2 separate regions of the Anas platyrhynchos genome follow, and region 2 is linked to region 1. The links are chromatin contacts, called in public Hi-C maps. All regions are on one chromosome and are shown on one strand. Each heading gives the region's core, a stretch centred on a gene start, on an enhancer-like site or on the middle of the called end of the contact. The rest is flanking DNA. Distances are from core to core; before and after follow the strand shown. Region 1 overlaps ARHGEF4 (Rho guanine nucleotide exchange factor 4). Region 2 overlaps ARHGEF4 (Rho guanine nucleotide exchange factor 4).

Region 1 (7,513 bases), core at 3,284-5,783:
GTCATTTTTGAGAAAACCAAAAACCTGGAAGCTTTCCCACTATTCCCATTCTTTGTTGGCTTTTGCACAGCTTTATGGAGACTGCTGTTACTTCCCAGGCCGTGGAATGAGTTCTCATCCATTTCCTCGCTGTTAGTGCTGCAGGTACTTATATTATCTAGGCCAACTGCACAAGCATTGTGGGTCTCTCTTTTCACAGAATAGTTAAAGACATCACACACATCAAGAGTCAATGCACTGTTTTTGCTAGAGGTAGCTGTGTTTTCTGCAGGAGAGGCCTCATTTTCTTCCCTAGGAGAAGGTTCTTCACAAATACCTATTTGTTCCTTTGAACCATTACAGCCTACAGTTCCTTCCCTGCCTACTACTTGCTCAGAGGTGATGATGCTGGGTCCTTGAAGATCATCAGCAGCACCATCTCCCTGACACAGATTGCTTATGCTGCACGTTTCCACTGCTACTCCTCTAGTTATATCACCTTCTTCCTCTCTGCTCTGATGTGCTTTGAATTCCTCTTCCTTAGTGACTTGGTCATTTTTTGTTTCAGCCCATGGCTTTCTGAACTCTTCTGTCTCTAAAGCAAAATCAGTCTTTGTTCTGTGTGCCTCAGTCTCAAAGATACCACATCTACTGTGTGATTTTGAAAGCACTTCTTCACATTTATCTGCTGTGTTTTCTGCAGTAAGTACATCATTGCCCCGTGGGGCAGTAACACTGCTGAATTCTACCTTCTTACTTGTTACTGTGGAATTGCTACAGGTGAGCACTAAGGATGAATCTGTTTTCTTGCTTTGCTCTTGTGAAATTTCTGCTTTTCCTTCAGCCGTATCCCCAACAGGGAGTAGCTCTACACTACCAACAAAGGTGCGGGTGGCCAAAATTTGTTCTTCACAGTTACAGCACTCACTCAGAACTCCCTCTGGCTCATCATGATCTTTGCTGGAAGTATGAGGAGACACTGAGTCCTTGCTCACTGTGTTTCTCAGTGTTCCGGTTACCCTTTCAGTATGAAGGTCATCAGTCAGTGTCTTGGACTGTAATCCTTTCTGTTCCACAGATATTATAACCAGGGCAGGCTTTAGCTCTGGAAGCTTCATTAAGTGCCTTCCCTGGCTTACATGATCTGATTTGGGAGTCATTTCCACAGCAAAGAAACTGTCCTCATCCTTTCCTTGATGAATAGGATGTTCATTTGCTACTGGTTCAGACTGACTCCTTAAGGCACCAGTTTTGCAATTTGTATTTTGATGCACTGAATCTCTGTGCTCCGCCTCTGTGTTACTGCCACCTGGTAACGCAGTTTCTGGGACTTTCCAATCGAAGTCAAGGTTAGAAGGATTGTCTACTTGTCTTCCTCCTGCCATGACTTCCACATGTGATAGTTCAGATTCCTGGACATTTTCCTTCAAACTTTTCTTCTGCGTTCTACTAGAGGAAACACAGTTTATAGAACAATTACAATCTCTGTTTTCCACAACAGCAGGAAAACCTACACAACAAGCTGCTAGGTTTTCAGTGTCAAAATTGCCAAATTCAACATTAGTATCACAAGGGAATTGATCCGCTTCCAGACCTCTTTCAGCATTGTACTGAGTACTTTTTAGAAGTTCTTCAGCATTTATGATCCCTGGTTCACAGTCCAGGGCAGACGATGTCTCCTTTTGTTTTGGATTACACTCACATGCATCTGTCTGGGTTGAAGATAAGCTACCAGCACATGTATTTCCTGCTTCTGGGCTAAGGCCACATGCCTCTGGTTTAGAGTTCAAATATACATCAACACACTGTGGGGAGCCTGCTGGTTGAGAAAGCTGACCCTCATTCAAGTCTATGTCATTATTAAGGAGGAATTGTTTTATGTCAAATTTGTCCTCTATTTTTATTGCCTTTTCAGGGCCAACAGGTACCCTTGCTAAGTTTTTCCAAGCACATTCAAAATCAAGCCCTTGATGATGTATTCTGGAACACGACCAACTCAATTTGTCTGCTGGATGAATACAGTTCCCAAAGTATTCTGCTTTTCTTTGAGCACTGATATTTTCAGGCACACTGTGCCATGTTTTACATCCTGTAACCTCTGACCTTGTGTGTAGTGACCCACAAGGTGGAGATTTTGATTTGAAGTGGCGCTGGTAGAAGAATGAATGTGATGTCAACATGGTTTCTGTACTTCCATGTTTTATCCTGTTACCTGTAGTTTTCTCACTGTCAACTGAGTTATTCCTGTTGCATTTTATACTGGACATGGAATCTAGTCCACATCTATAGTCAGATATCTCAGTGTAACTTTCATGGTAAGGTCCATTTGTTTCAAAATGAAGATTAGGCAAACTACAGCTTGATGCTGCATCTGTCTGGAAGGAAAGTTGCTGTACCTCAGGAAAAATCAAACAACTTCCTGAGTTAGCTTTGAAACAAGCAATGCTTAATACTGCAGGTTGTTCCTCCTGTCTTGTAACAGCAGCTTCTGTAGGTAAGGAATTGGGATAGGACTGCACTTCAGTGCTTTCAAAATCTGTTTTATTCAGCAATTCCACTACAAACTTTCTGTCTGTCTGTGATAAAATGCCCTCTTCACTCACTTGGTTCTCTGTGTTGGAAATACTGCTAGTTAATGTTAGATCTTCAACACCCACTTCACCTTCTGACTTTGTAGTTTGTAATTCATGTTTGCTTGGTGCTATTTTTATTTTGGAAGACGCTTCTAACTGCACCTGCCAGCTAAATTCTGTTCGCCTTGAGCACTTAAGTTCATGGAAGGTTGTTTCTGCCTTTGCTTTAGGAAGACTACAGCACAGATTTGGTTTTTCTGTAAAAAGGCAGTTTGAATCCAAACAAGTTTCTCCAGTTACATCACTGGCAACAGATTCTGTCTCTGATGCACTCTCGTAAGGTTCAGTTTTTACATCTGACAAAGATCCACTCTGATGTGACAGGGTTTCAAAATAATCTTCATCTGTGTCTTGGCTGGATCCTCGTATCTCCAACTCTATTGTGCTTGGAGTAGAAGAACTCAGATCATCTTCAAACTCGCCTTCACTGATGTAGTTGTCAACTGGCTCTGGGGTCTATGAATAAACAGCAAAGAATTATTTAGCAATGATTTATTAGAAAAGGAACTTAAAAACACAATGGATTTAACACACACTGGTATCTTCAGAAGTTATACTTGACATTTTACCTATTGATGGTCCTGAGGTCTTCATATTTCTTAGTTTTTCTTTCTTACTGCTTCTTAATTAATGCTTTTTTGTTGTTGTTGTTGTTGTTTGTTTGTTTGTTTTTTCATTTTAATATTTATTTATGCAGAGGCCAAAATTTAACTTTTGGCTACAGCTTTCATAGCTCACTACCAAAACACATTTCACATTCAAATAAGTCAAATGGAAAACATCCCTTGCCAGTAGATCTAAAAGCTCTAATTGATCCATCTTCAAATCTAAGGAGGCAGTTTATGCCATAAAACAGAGAAGTGATCATCATTGTCCAAATTACACAAATGTAACAAATATATACAGAATGGTCTTGCACTTAGATAACTGGATACTACCCATACCAAAGCCTGAACCAAAGGTGAAAGAAGTCTTTGATGTCATTTTGCAGAAGGCTTATACCAGGAGCACTACATATTTCAGTTATCAGAGCACATCCCAATCAGTGACTGAAAGCAAAAAGATCAAAACCATACTATCAACATTAGGAAATGTCTTTTTTGCATCATGGGATAGTGTCAATCTTCGTCTTTAACCATCAGAAAGAAACCCGGATATTTATTTCTCAAATATAATGCAGCAAATGAAATCACAACAAGATTTATTGAAGTAAAAATAGTACTTGCTCTCTGTCAGCTTCAGGTACAACTATTGTCAGAAGTTCTCCAGATGTATCAAATTTAAAAAAAAAAAAAGTAATGAACAGTGAAAGACTTTTCTAAAAACACACAAATAAGCAGCAGCCACCAAATAAGAACACAAGGTCCCTTGGCCTCAGTCACATGTCACCTTCATTAGAGTGTTTCATCACAGAGGAGACCTCACATTTATGGGAAGTCAAATTCCAAATCACAGCAAAGGGCATGTCACAGAGTTTACGATTATAGAATCCAAAACACTCAGGGTGAATTGGAAAAGGTAAGTCACTAGGAAAATAGGGTTATTTCCAAGTGGGAGTTGTGGTAAGCCAAAGAAACAGGATAGATTTGAAACAGATAAAAAGTTGGAGAGAGAAGGGAGATCCGTCAGTTCTGGAAAAAGAAAAAAAAATAAAAAAATATATATTTTTTCTCCCTCATCCAGTTTTGAACACTCAAGACACCTCTGATAAGCCTCAATGAGAAGACTGGTATTTTCTCTTGACAAAAGAAGGAAAATATTAACTGAATGGAGGAGGGAGGGCAGGATTCAACACTTCCAAGTCCACACAACTAAACCTGACCATATTGCAACATAACTGCAGCATGAGTCACGTAACCAATAGAGCAACTTGTCCTTTACTTTATGCAGTCAGTGATACACATAATGGAGGTCCTTGCGTAAAGTCAAGTCCCACTACCACCAGGACAGATATGAGCAGCATTAAGGCAGCACAGACTAGCATTTCACATAATGATTGAGCAGCACGAACCGTGAGCAGTTGGCTCACACAGCAGTGAGTACAGCAGCAGCTGTTCAGCAGTAACAGCACTGCCTCTCCAACAGTGTGCTGAGCACAAATTTACAGATGGCAATAAACTAAGATAAGAACTGTTCAGGCAAGTAGGAACAAAGTAATGAAGATGCCCAACTGTCCCCAAGGATAATTATGAATTACATTAAAAAAAAAATAGGGCATAGATCTCTTGCAGTCCAAGTTAAACTGAACCACAGGAGGTTTCGTCGTCATATGAAGGAGAACTTCTTTATGGTTCAGGTGACAGAGCACTGGAACAGGCTTCCAACCTCAACCACCCTGTGATTCTGTGTGATTCATAAAGTCACTAAAACAATACATCTCCCTCTTCTGCAAGAGACATGGGAGCTTGTTATTTCTCCTAAACAATGCACTTACTTTTTGCTGAAAAAGAAAATCTCAAAGCCAGTATTTGTGAGAACTTGCATTACGCTAACAGCGGCACGAGGAAACAACTTTCAGATGTCCTTTGTGTAAGTGTCCTGCTCTAGTTTTATTTAATGCCTCCACTAGAAAGTCTCCAAAAAGCTAAGCAATTCCAAAATCAGTAGGACTATGCAAGCAATTGCATAAGGCTCTGGCAGCTACCACCGCTCAAGGTGGTAGTGCCAGATGAAGGCAAGAGGGAGATGGGGTTGCAAGCAAAGGCCACAAAATTGTGCAGAACCAGTGGAGTATCAAAATATTTTAACAGCAGTTGGCAAAAACTCAGTACATTTCCCCTCCTGTCAGCTCGAGTGAAGCATTCCACTTCTGTTCAGTGAATGCTTCAACATTACAGCCCAGCAACCTGGCTCCAGAGGTAAATCTGGACCCCCCCAATGATAATTGGTTAGTAGAGGACTACATCAGCAAAAAATGCCACAAGCAGGTGGCCTGCTGCACTCCACACAGCTTCTCTGATTCCTTTCAGCAAGCCAGTTCCAACATGAAAACACTGTTGTAACCCAAAGCCAAAACCATTACCTCCCTGCTTCGACATTAACACTTCTACTACCGCATACTGCTTAGCAGAAATCTTAGCCAAAACGTGTTGGCTGAGGTGTAGTAGTAGTTTCTACAACCGCATCGTCTGGGTGCCATCTAGAGGCTGCAATAAAGAGCCTGGTCAGGCTCAGCTTGCGCAAATACATGCTCCGTTTAATAAATGCAAGCTGCATTCCAGTCTCTTACTGTGCTGCAGGTCAAGCATCTCACCAACTAATCCCTCAGAACTGCTTTAGCTTCATCCAGAGGTCTGCCCAGCAGATGAAATGATGAGGCAGCAAAGAGGCATAAAGATTTACTGAAGTAAAAGTAGAAGATAATATGCAAGAACTGCCGTTTGCGCCAGAAGTACATTTTTATTGATGTAGCAATAACAGACATAACTATTAAGAAAATATTTGTAGATATATTCTCACAGGTACATCCAAAACTGACAGCCTGTTTGCATCAAAAGAAATCCTGTATTTTAGCAAAAGCATTAACTACATAGGTTCACTCTTGAAATGTAAAATAATAAAATATATCAATAATTAATAATGTAACTGTTCTAGAATATATTAAAAATAATTTATTTGTCAATCAAACAATATAATAGGGCAAATAAAATTTGGACATGAACAGCAAAAAATTCAGACTCAAAAGCAGCTTCCCTGCACTTTGAAGCTATCTACTTTCATGGCGTTGCAATACTCCCTCTGCTGGCTAATGTGAAAGCAAAAACTGCTTCATTGCAAGTCTGCCTTCAACACATGAAAGGCCTACATTGCTGGACTTGATTATCTTTCCATGAAATTAGTATTTTTTGCTTGTCTTACAACACCAAGTAAATATTCTACCACCCTCCCTCCATTTCTTTAAATAGAAAAGAGCTCGGGACTGTCTCAGAAGAAAACAAAACAAAAACAAAACAAACAAACAACAACAACAACAAACAGAAGTTGCTATGTTCACATCTACATCTACATGCTTCTGTCTAAATTTTACCATTAACCTTTCTCTAAGGATAGATGCTCTTGCATGAGGTTTAAGCTCTTTGGTAGAAACAACACTTAGCTCTGTGCAGACCAAAAATCCTGCCCAAAATTCATGTGAATCCTTCTCCAAAGATAGAGTTCATGCTGAACTCTTGAGCTGTGTGGCTAGACAGCTTTCAAGTACTAACACCCTTCTACTAAAAAAACCCTTTATACTCTTAAAAAGGGGATCCTGGCCTCCTGTTCCCTGTTAAATGAACACAGCACAGTTATTTTTACTTCAGAGCATTTAAGAACATTCTTGCTGAGTAGGAACTTCAGGATTCTTGGTGAAACAAATGGAGACTTCTGGTCTAGCAGAAGATCACTTTTTTTTTTTTTTTGGGGGGGGGGTACATTTAAACATATTTACTATTTTTTTTTTTGAAGCCTTTCTGTTTTCTTGAGTGCCACTGAGAAATTATACAACAGATGCTGAATTTAAGGAGTAGAAAGACAACAAATATTTTAAAGACAGGGCAATCTCCTCTGAAGAAGAAAGCTCCATTAAATACAAGGTGTGGTCCAAAAAATCCTAAGTGTATGTGTGCAAATGTAGCCACAAGATATCAGATAATGTTTTCTCAATGACCAGCAATTCAGTGCCCAAGCAATGAAGTTGGAGGTCAAGTGCAAAGTGATGAGATACATGGCTTGTTTATCTTACAAATTAATCTAATCACTCACCCCACTTTCAGAAACTTAGGTTTTCTTTGTTTAATCAAGAAAATCAGTCTACAGACAGTTATAAATCAGACTGTTAATTAAAAGAGCACTTTGATGGAAAGAGCCTTTGTGAAACCTGAGATACACAAGGCAACGATTGATACAAAGTCCTGCATTTC
Region 2 (7,513 bases), core at 3,374-5,873, 100 kb before region 1:
TATCCCCCAGTTGTTTCAATCTGAGCATAACTTGCCCGAAGGTTGGAGTTGCTGATTATATTACCTCAGAACATGTATTAAAGAGGACAGCAATGCTAGACGTTTACTTTTCTCTGGCATGGGAAATACAATTAATTCCATTTAATCAGAGCATAACTGGGTGCTCCAAATTCAGAGGCATTGGGGATATTGCTGTAATGAATTGTCTTCTGTTTTCTGAGCATGCGATATCATGTAGCAGGACAGGCTCTGATGGCAAAACCATCTCATTTTCAGAGGAGGAAAGTTACCCACTTGGGAACCATATGTCTGCACAAGAATAGGACAGCCTCTGGTTTCCATTAGGGATGTTCTTACTTTTGCTTCCCCCTTACTCCGTTACCTCACAAATGTCCTTCAGATGCTTGATGTAGTCTCTCTCTGTGCTTAAGATCTCATTGATAACGTTGGTCCTCATTTGATCTTTGGTGGTCTGCCCCATCCCGAAGCGGCGGGTACCACTGCTGGAGTCGTCTTCTTTGCCACCCTCTACCTTTACAGGGTAATCTTCCATGGGTTCATCCTGGTTCACTCGGAGCTGTACCACACACAAGACATTCACTGTTTGTAGTAAGAAATACAAGTCTTCCAAAGAAAGGAAGTTTGGGAGGGTTGACAGAATGGCAGACAAAGACTGAGCTAGGATAAGGAGGGAAGAGGGCTACTCTGTACATGCTGCCTGTAAATGTATTTTCCCATGGTATGTAATGTGTAAACACATAGCCCATGAAGGAAAGGTTTTGACAGTTTGGGGATGGTAATTTCAAGCCAATTAACTGTTAATATGTGATATGGGTGGTTTTAAGCAGGCATATCTCGGACAGAAGTCACAGGAATGATATGAAGCCCTTGAGGGAGAACACGTACACAATCAGGACAGGAAGTGTTTTATCAAAGTGAATTCTGCTTAGGTATTTGTGAGGGGACTTTTCGGGAGAGAGGGGAAAAGCAGGAACTATTTGCCTTTTTTTTTGATATCAGTTATATTATTATTCCCATACTATAAATACCAGATAGCCCTCAGAAGTACCTGCTTCCCCAAGGTTATTTAGAGATAATGTATTTTTAATATAAAAGCAAATGCGGATGCCAGCGGGCACATAATGTAATGAAAAGCTGCATTACATTACAGGGCTGTGTGTGTAACTCGTGGCTCCTTCACAGTGCCCATGAGATGGCAGCATAGCATGAGCAGAGACAAGCAGCAGCATTTTGTAGACATGCTGTACTACAGTCACTACATATACTGTCAGCAATACCAAAGTACCTTCACTAAGGACAAGAAATTGTTGGTGCATTTCACTTGGGAGCTTTATTTCACATATTAGTATTGTATTTTCATATTTAATAGATCCCAGAGCACCCATTGGAATATTTTATATACAAGTCATCAATCCCAGCACAAAAAAGAAATGAAAAACTCTGAGGTAGGAACATGCATAAACATAAGCAGTTTTAATACAATGATACAGGCCTGCTTTAAACTTTTAATGTAGTCACTTCTAGGCAGGATTGTTTTTCTCTTGATATACATGTATCTCTATGTATAAAAAATAATGCATACCCATCCCTTGCCAGCAGAGGCATAGATTGCATTTACTCTTTACAGCTGGTGAAACCCTCAAGATGTGCAATCCTGGTTTTCCTTCGCTGTGAGTAAAACAGCATTGGCTGGTCTTAAACTCAGACCTTGGCCTGAAACTTGTGTGGAGTAACTGAGAGACCTGCAGGTTTACCCAAGTCCCGTTCTGTCCAAGTACCCAAGACCATTCTGCCCTTCCCAGCAGTAAGCTTGAGACCCAGAGATAATTAGTAGGAAATCTTCAGTTGGATGCTTGAATAAGTGTTGCAATTACTCTGCTAAAAGAACTTGTTATTCTTCATCCCTAATGGCTAGCAGTAGTCTGCTTTCCCCTGAAATTGCCAGCAGGACAATTTGTCAGTAATGTGAATGAAAATAAAGCCTGTGTTTTGGCTGTGAAAATAGTAGCTCCATCTCCACCAGTGCTGAGAAGTTGGTCCTAGTAATCTTTCTTGCAAAAAACATATACTGTTTGTAACAGTTACCAGCTGAGACTGTTTCTTGCAAGCTCTATAACAATGCATTTCACAACTTCTGTAGCACAACCTGCTCTGCTTCACCAAGGACTTTTTCTACAGACACCAGATAATCTCCTTTCATGCTTCACCTGGTTTGGGGTCATTTGTGATCTAAAGTGACCCAGATAAGAAGCTGAATATCTAAGAATCTCTCTGTCCTTAGGCACCAAATCACCTCTGCAGTACTGTGCTTATGTGGTGAAAGCAGTCAGGCATCCGTACCAACAGTCACAGCCCAAAGAAATGAAAAAAGCCTTTTTCCTCACAGAAAGAAAAGAGTGCACAGAAGTTACCCAGACTCTTGCCCCCCAGCCCCCAACCTGCATAGAGAATTCACGTGTTTCAGAATGCTCTGTTGGAAATGGATCTAACCTCTGCTGTACACAGCTGGGCCTGTCTACCTGTTCCATATAGCTATTTCTATATGGTCTTTGTTTCTGGCACCAGGGAGAGCGCCTTGGCCCCAAAATTGGTCAATATCAAGTGATTCATATTCACCCTCTAGTAATTGACATCACCACCTCCAAGACACCATTTTATGTGTTTTTTTTCTTCTCTATTTTAAGTGCCTGAAACACACTGCTGTGTTGTAGCCCAGCTGCCTGATGTTTTTAAAACTCCACAGCTAGGAGAAGGTGTGTGTGAGTCAGGTTGTCACAGATGTTTGGATGTGGTGTATGGCACTGGACTAAATTTGGTGCCATGCTCATCCCTACTGTCTGAAACAGAGCCTACAGTGAAGACCTCTGTCAGTTGCTTCTGGGATTCTGCTAGGAAGTACATCTTGCTTACTCCTGAGGGTGACTCTGGGTGCTTGGTTGCAAAGCAGCCAACACACATCTGGGTAAGCAGGAGCCCAGGCTGCAAACCACCATGCAGGGCAGTTGCTCAGCTGGTACAGCTCACCTTAGCTCCAGAACCTACAACTAAACTGTCCTTACTCTGATTTACTGATGCAAAGAGGGAATTCTCCACACTTGTGGCAGCCCATCCTCAAGAGTTCAATGTAAAAGGCCAATGCATAGAGGAATGGTAACAAGCACATGTTGAACCAACTATCCTAGCAGTAGAAGTTCTCAGCATTCACTACAGAACATAAAACCTGGGGGGGAAAAAAAAAAAAAAAAAAAAAAAAAAAAAAAAAACAACACCTGGCAGTAATGGAGAGACATGGAAAAAAATCAAGCTCTTACCCGTACAAAGCTGGCTGGAAACCAGCCTTCGCTGTCCAGAATCCTTCCCCACCACCATTCCTTGTTGGTAGCATCCATTACTTCAATGACATCACCAGCCTTGAATCCCAGCTCTTGATCATCCATCGTGACATGGTCCCAGAGGGCTTCTGCATACACCACACTGCCATCGCTGATGAGCTGTGGACAGAGAACATCAAACTGCCAGATTCTCACAGAAAAGCAGCCAGTGTAGCTGCAGCTTTGGCACAATTGCTGCTGAGACAAACAAGCATTGACTACTGCTTGCACCTCATGAGAAACATGAAAAAGAGCTGTCAGTAGTCTGGCAGGTGCTTCAACTGACTTTGCTCTCAGTAGCATTTGTTCCAAATCACTTGGGCACAGTGCATTTACCAACATGAAAAAAAAAAGAAAGTAATTTTGATGTACTGCAATCTCATAATGGTGAGTTTGCCTCAGCCAGCAAACAGGGCTCAGCAGTGGTACCTTGTTGGTGAAGGATGCCCATGCGCTGCCAGTGCAGCCCTGCTATGGACAACCTTGAAACAGAAGTGTGAGTGCTCATGTTTAGAGGCACACTTCAGAGCAGAAAGTATTCTGAGGCCTCAGTGCTGGCCTAGGATGGTAAGAGCTTTAAACCTTTAGAGTGGTTAAACTTAGCATTTAAGCTGCTTATAGTAAGTCTCCCAGAGAGTTCAAGTGCCTGTGCTCAGGGCCACTAGTTGTCTGTGAGACACCATGTCTCATAAAGGGCCTAATCTAGGAAAGAAAAAAAAATAAAATATATATATATATATATATATATAAATTCTCGGAAGACAATGGAAAGAGGAATCTAGGAGACCAGAGGGGGAAAAAGATGTACAAAACACACTGTCCATGGTTATGGGCCACACTGTAACACTGTCAGCCCTGCTACATAATGCACATGCTGTGCACCTTAGGTTGGCTTGATCACAGTTATCTACTGCTCATGGTGACTGGTTTTGTCCTTCTCAAAGAAAAAAAGATGCATGTTGTAAAAGAATGACAGAATAATAGCACATGCAGTAAATCAGGAGAGTTAACTGGAAGCATTTGAAAAAAAAAATCAAATATAGTCTGCCTCTGGATAGTAAATGTCCCTTCACTGAACCAGAAACAGCTTAATGCAGTGTATCCCTTTTGACAAAAATAACATCAGGATGACTGGGAAGGGGAGGATGGGAGGCTCCCACTTTCTGCAGAACCAGGCGTCAGCGCTCCCCTCTGCCTCTTTTCAGCTGCCCTGCGCTGCCACCGCACTCACGTGTGTGCTCACTGCAGGGTGCTGCTCCTCAGGGAGAAGAGCACCGAGACAGTGCAGCCCCACGGGCAGGGGGCGTAAGGGCTGGCACACAGCCAGTGCTACAGGGGGAAAATAATCCAGGAGTCTCAAGCAGCATCTCGCTAGCCAAGCTACTACAACATAAAGAGCTGAGTTCAGTCTGGTCAAATGGCAGGGATTTGGCCCAGTGTGCTGTGGAGGGGGACAGCTGGACTTGGCAATTAATGAGTGAAGGTTTTGGAGTGATCTGGGTTGCTGTTAACTCACAGGTCGCTTAGCAGGCCTGTTGCATAGACTTTGACGAGCCTGAAGTGTACTCAGCATTATGAATAAACCCCCTATTTCCATTTTTTGAAATCTTGTGAGCCTTGTCAGTCTTCTAGAAATGTAGAGCTTTAGCTCTCTAACACAAAGTGGAGAGGACTAGAATAGGGAAAGGAATGGATGTCAAAGGTACAATTTTACAAACTCAGCTACCAGGCTTCACTTACAGGAACAGCAGCTGAGCTGTGGGTGACGGATGTTGGCTGCGCTCACAAAGAGCCTCTGCTTTTTTGCTGAGCCACCTGTGGGTGCATGAGCTGGGCGTTTGCTTTAGCAGTGTGACTGCAGCTGGAGCTGGGGCCAAGCTGCATGGGGTTTTGTAACACGGTGGGTAGGGGCTGGCTGGCACTTGGGAAATGCCCACGTTAACTCATAAATCTCTGGGCAGAGTGGCATTCGGCAGCCTTTTCAACATGCACATTCTGACCAGTTCGTAAGGAATATGGCGCTTTCTAAGATAAAATCCCTTTGCTCTGTACTGAAATATGCTGTGCTGAATCACTGTGCACAATCAGCCAGCTGTACTGTAAGAGCTGCTCACCTTCCAAAGAAGCATGTATTAAAAGGAACACACCACTGCCAACCATGGCAGCTGCTAGGAGCAAAATGGCTTATCTTATTACAGTTTTTGATCTTTGCAATTAAAGTAAGGTTTGAAAAACAACTAATTAATCTCCATATGAAACAATATTTATGTGCTGGCTTTGTAATATCAAGGAGAACCCAACGCATGTTCTTGAACAGCCACAGTCTCCTGCCCCAAACGTAGAAGAGAATGGGAGACAATACAAACCCAGCTGCCCTTCAGCTGCCAAAGCTCCTGCAGCAGGCAGCACAGAAGACAAACACACTGGCTATTTTTCTTTGTTGATAGCAACCCCTAAGTTTGTAGGCAGCACTGCTTGCAACCCAAAGGCAGTACTAACACTGATGCTCTGAATTAGCCAAGCCCCCAGGCCCCATCTCTCTTCCCTGCCAGGGAGGCATGTGGGCTAGCTGAGGCTTGCTGCAGGACACCAGAACCCATCACAACTCCACAGCCCCAGCAAGTGCTTCCTTGCACGTATCAGGCTGCCATGACCCCCCTGCCACAGCGGTACACCAAAGGCATGTGTCTCCACGCAGGCGGCAGGCAGGCTGCCTTCCTCTTCCCTCAGAGGGACGGACCTGTGCAGCAGGCCCCAGAGTGAGCCACCAGCTGCCCTTTTGCCTGCTGAGTCAGCTGCACATTTTTTTTCACCACGGATTTTAGAGCATTGACTAAGGATAAGGATATTACGCTTGGGTATTTACCAAACTGACTGCGCATCCCCACTCTGAATATTTTCATTTGATAGTGTTCTCCTTAGCAAATTTCTCTGAGATGTCAGTCAGCCAAGATCTTAGTCCTGGGAAGTAAACTACGCTGATAGTGTATAGCGCTGCTTTTTTAATCAGTGCCCGAATTCCCACTCCTCCTGTGACACCTCATATAGCTGCCTCCATTTACCAAACGTTCAATGTTTGTCATCAGCATATTTGGTAGGAATGATTTCCTACAAAACCATTCTGACTAGCATTAATTACATTATTCCCCTTTATTTATACCATCCAACTGCAGCTTCCCCCTCGGAAGTGGCTTAAACAGATGGACAGAGGAGGAGGGTCCCCATCCGGCAGGCAAGGAGAAGCTTTGAAGCAGCCACAGGAGGAGGGAAGCAACCCTTGTAGAAAGCGGAGGCGGCAGAGCCGTGCTTCATCTTATTGCAACCTGCGTGTGAAGAGTACGGCATGACAGAGCTTACCAGGGGCATATGCGTGAGCCCAGCTAAATGTGATTTTTCAAAGTCCAGATTGATGCAAGAAGTTCCCCCAGTTCCTCACCTAAGATATAGCAGCTGATTATTTTATAGCAAGAAATAGACTGAAATTGCTTTAGGCCTTTTTACTTTCAGATGAAATAGGCTAGGAAAGCTCTTCTGAAAGAGCGGGGCAGTGACCTGCAGCTAAGGAGGCCCCCTCCTCATCTAGGTCCTGTCAGTGCCCTCAGTACCCCAGCCATCACTCTCCCACGACCTGTAAATCAGAAGTCTACTAATCTGGGACATCAGCATCCTTAAGCTTTGGCACTGAGGAAACAAGCTCTTATCAAATTCGATAGTACTCTGCTAAATGTTATCTTTATATCACATCTAGAAGTTCACTACTTCCAGCCGGTAGTGCTTAGAGTAAATAAAGCTATTAAACAGCTTCCATTTTAACCTTTCATGCAAGTTTCCAGAGGACAGTTATTTAAACTTATGTCTATTAGACATTTATTTTCTGGTATAAGTGATATTTTCTAACTCTTTCCAAACAAACAGATACAATGGTGATTTACTCAGTGATAAAATGGCAAATGAATTTCCCTGCTGATAAACGGAGCACAAGCCGTATCTAACACAAACGGCTGACTCTAAATGAGCTGCTCCTCAAGAATGTCTCTGCAGACAGATTTAGGAAAACACCAGCCTGGTGCATCAGGGTCAGAAAGTCTGAATGTCAGGGATGACTCGGAAAGAAAGAAGCA

Evidence for each region. A called contact is a pair of places that touch in the nucleus more often than the background predicts.
Region 2: a Hi-C map of liver shows a contact between it and region 1, with 4 times the contacts expected there. The contact joins two enhancer-like sites. A contact is called at or near these places in 3 of 8 Hi-C or Micro-C datasets (F1 follicle, liver and subcutaneous adipose tissue).

Annotation. Positions count from the first base shown.
Region 1 is chr9:14,179,646-14,187,158 of IASCAAS_PekinDuck_T2T, reverse strand. ARHGEF4 (Rho guanine nucleotide exchange factor 4) reads right to left here. Exons shown (of 16, transcript XM_005014360.6): 4 at 1-3,068. Among named protein-coding and RNA genes, the nearest start is that of ARHGEF4, 91 kb to the right of the region's middle. Within about 2 kb of position 4,533, at least 3 of the 8 cell types and tissues checked have an H3K27ac peak or open chromatin away from gene starts, as enhancers often do.
Region 2 is chr9:14,282,056-14,289,568 of IASCAAS_PekinDuck_T2T, reverse strand. ARHGEF4 (Rho guanine nucleotide exchange factor 4) reads right to left here. Exons shown (of 16, transcript XM_005014360.6): 8 at 3,333-3,512; 9 at 383-577. Among named protein-coding and RNA genes, the nearest start is that of PLEKHB2, 64 kb to the left of the region's middle. Within about 2 kb of position 4,623, at least 1 of the 8 cell types and tissues checked has an H3K27ac peak or open chromatin away from gene starts, as enhancers often do.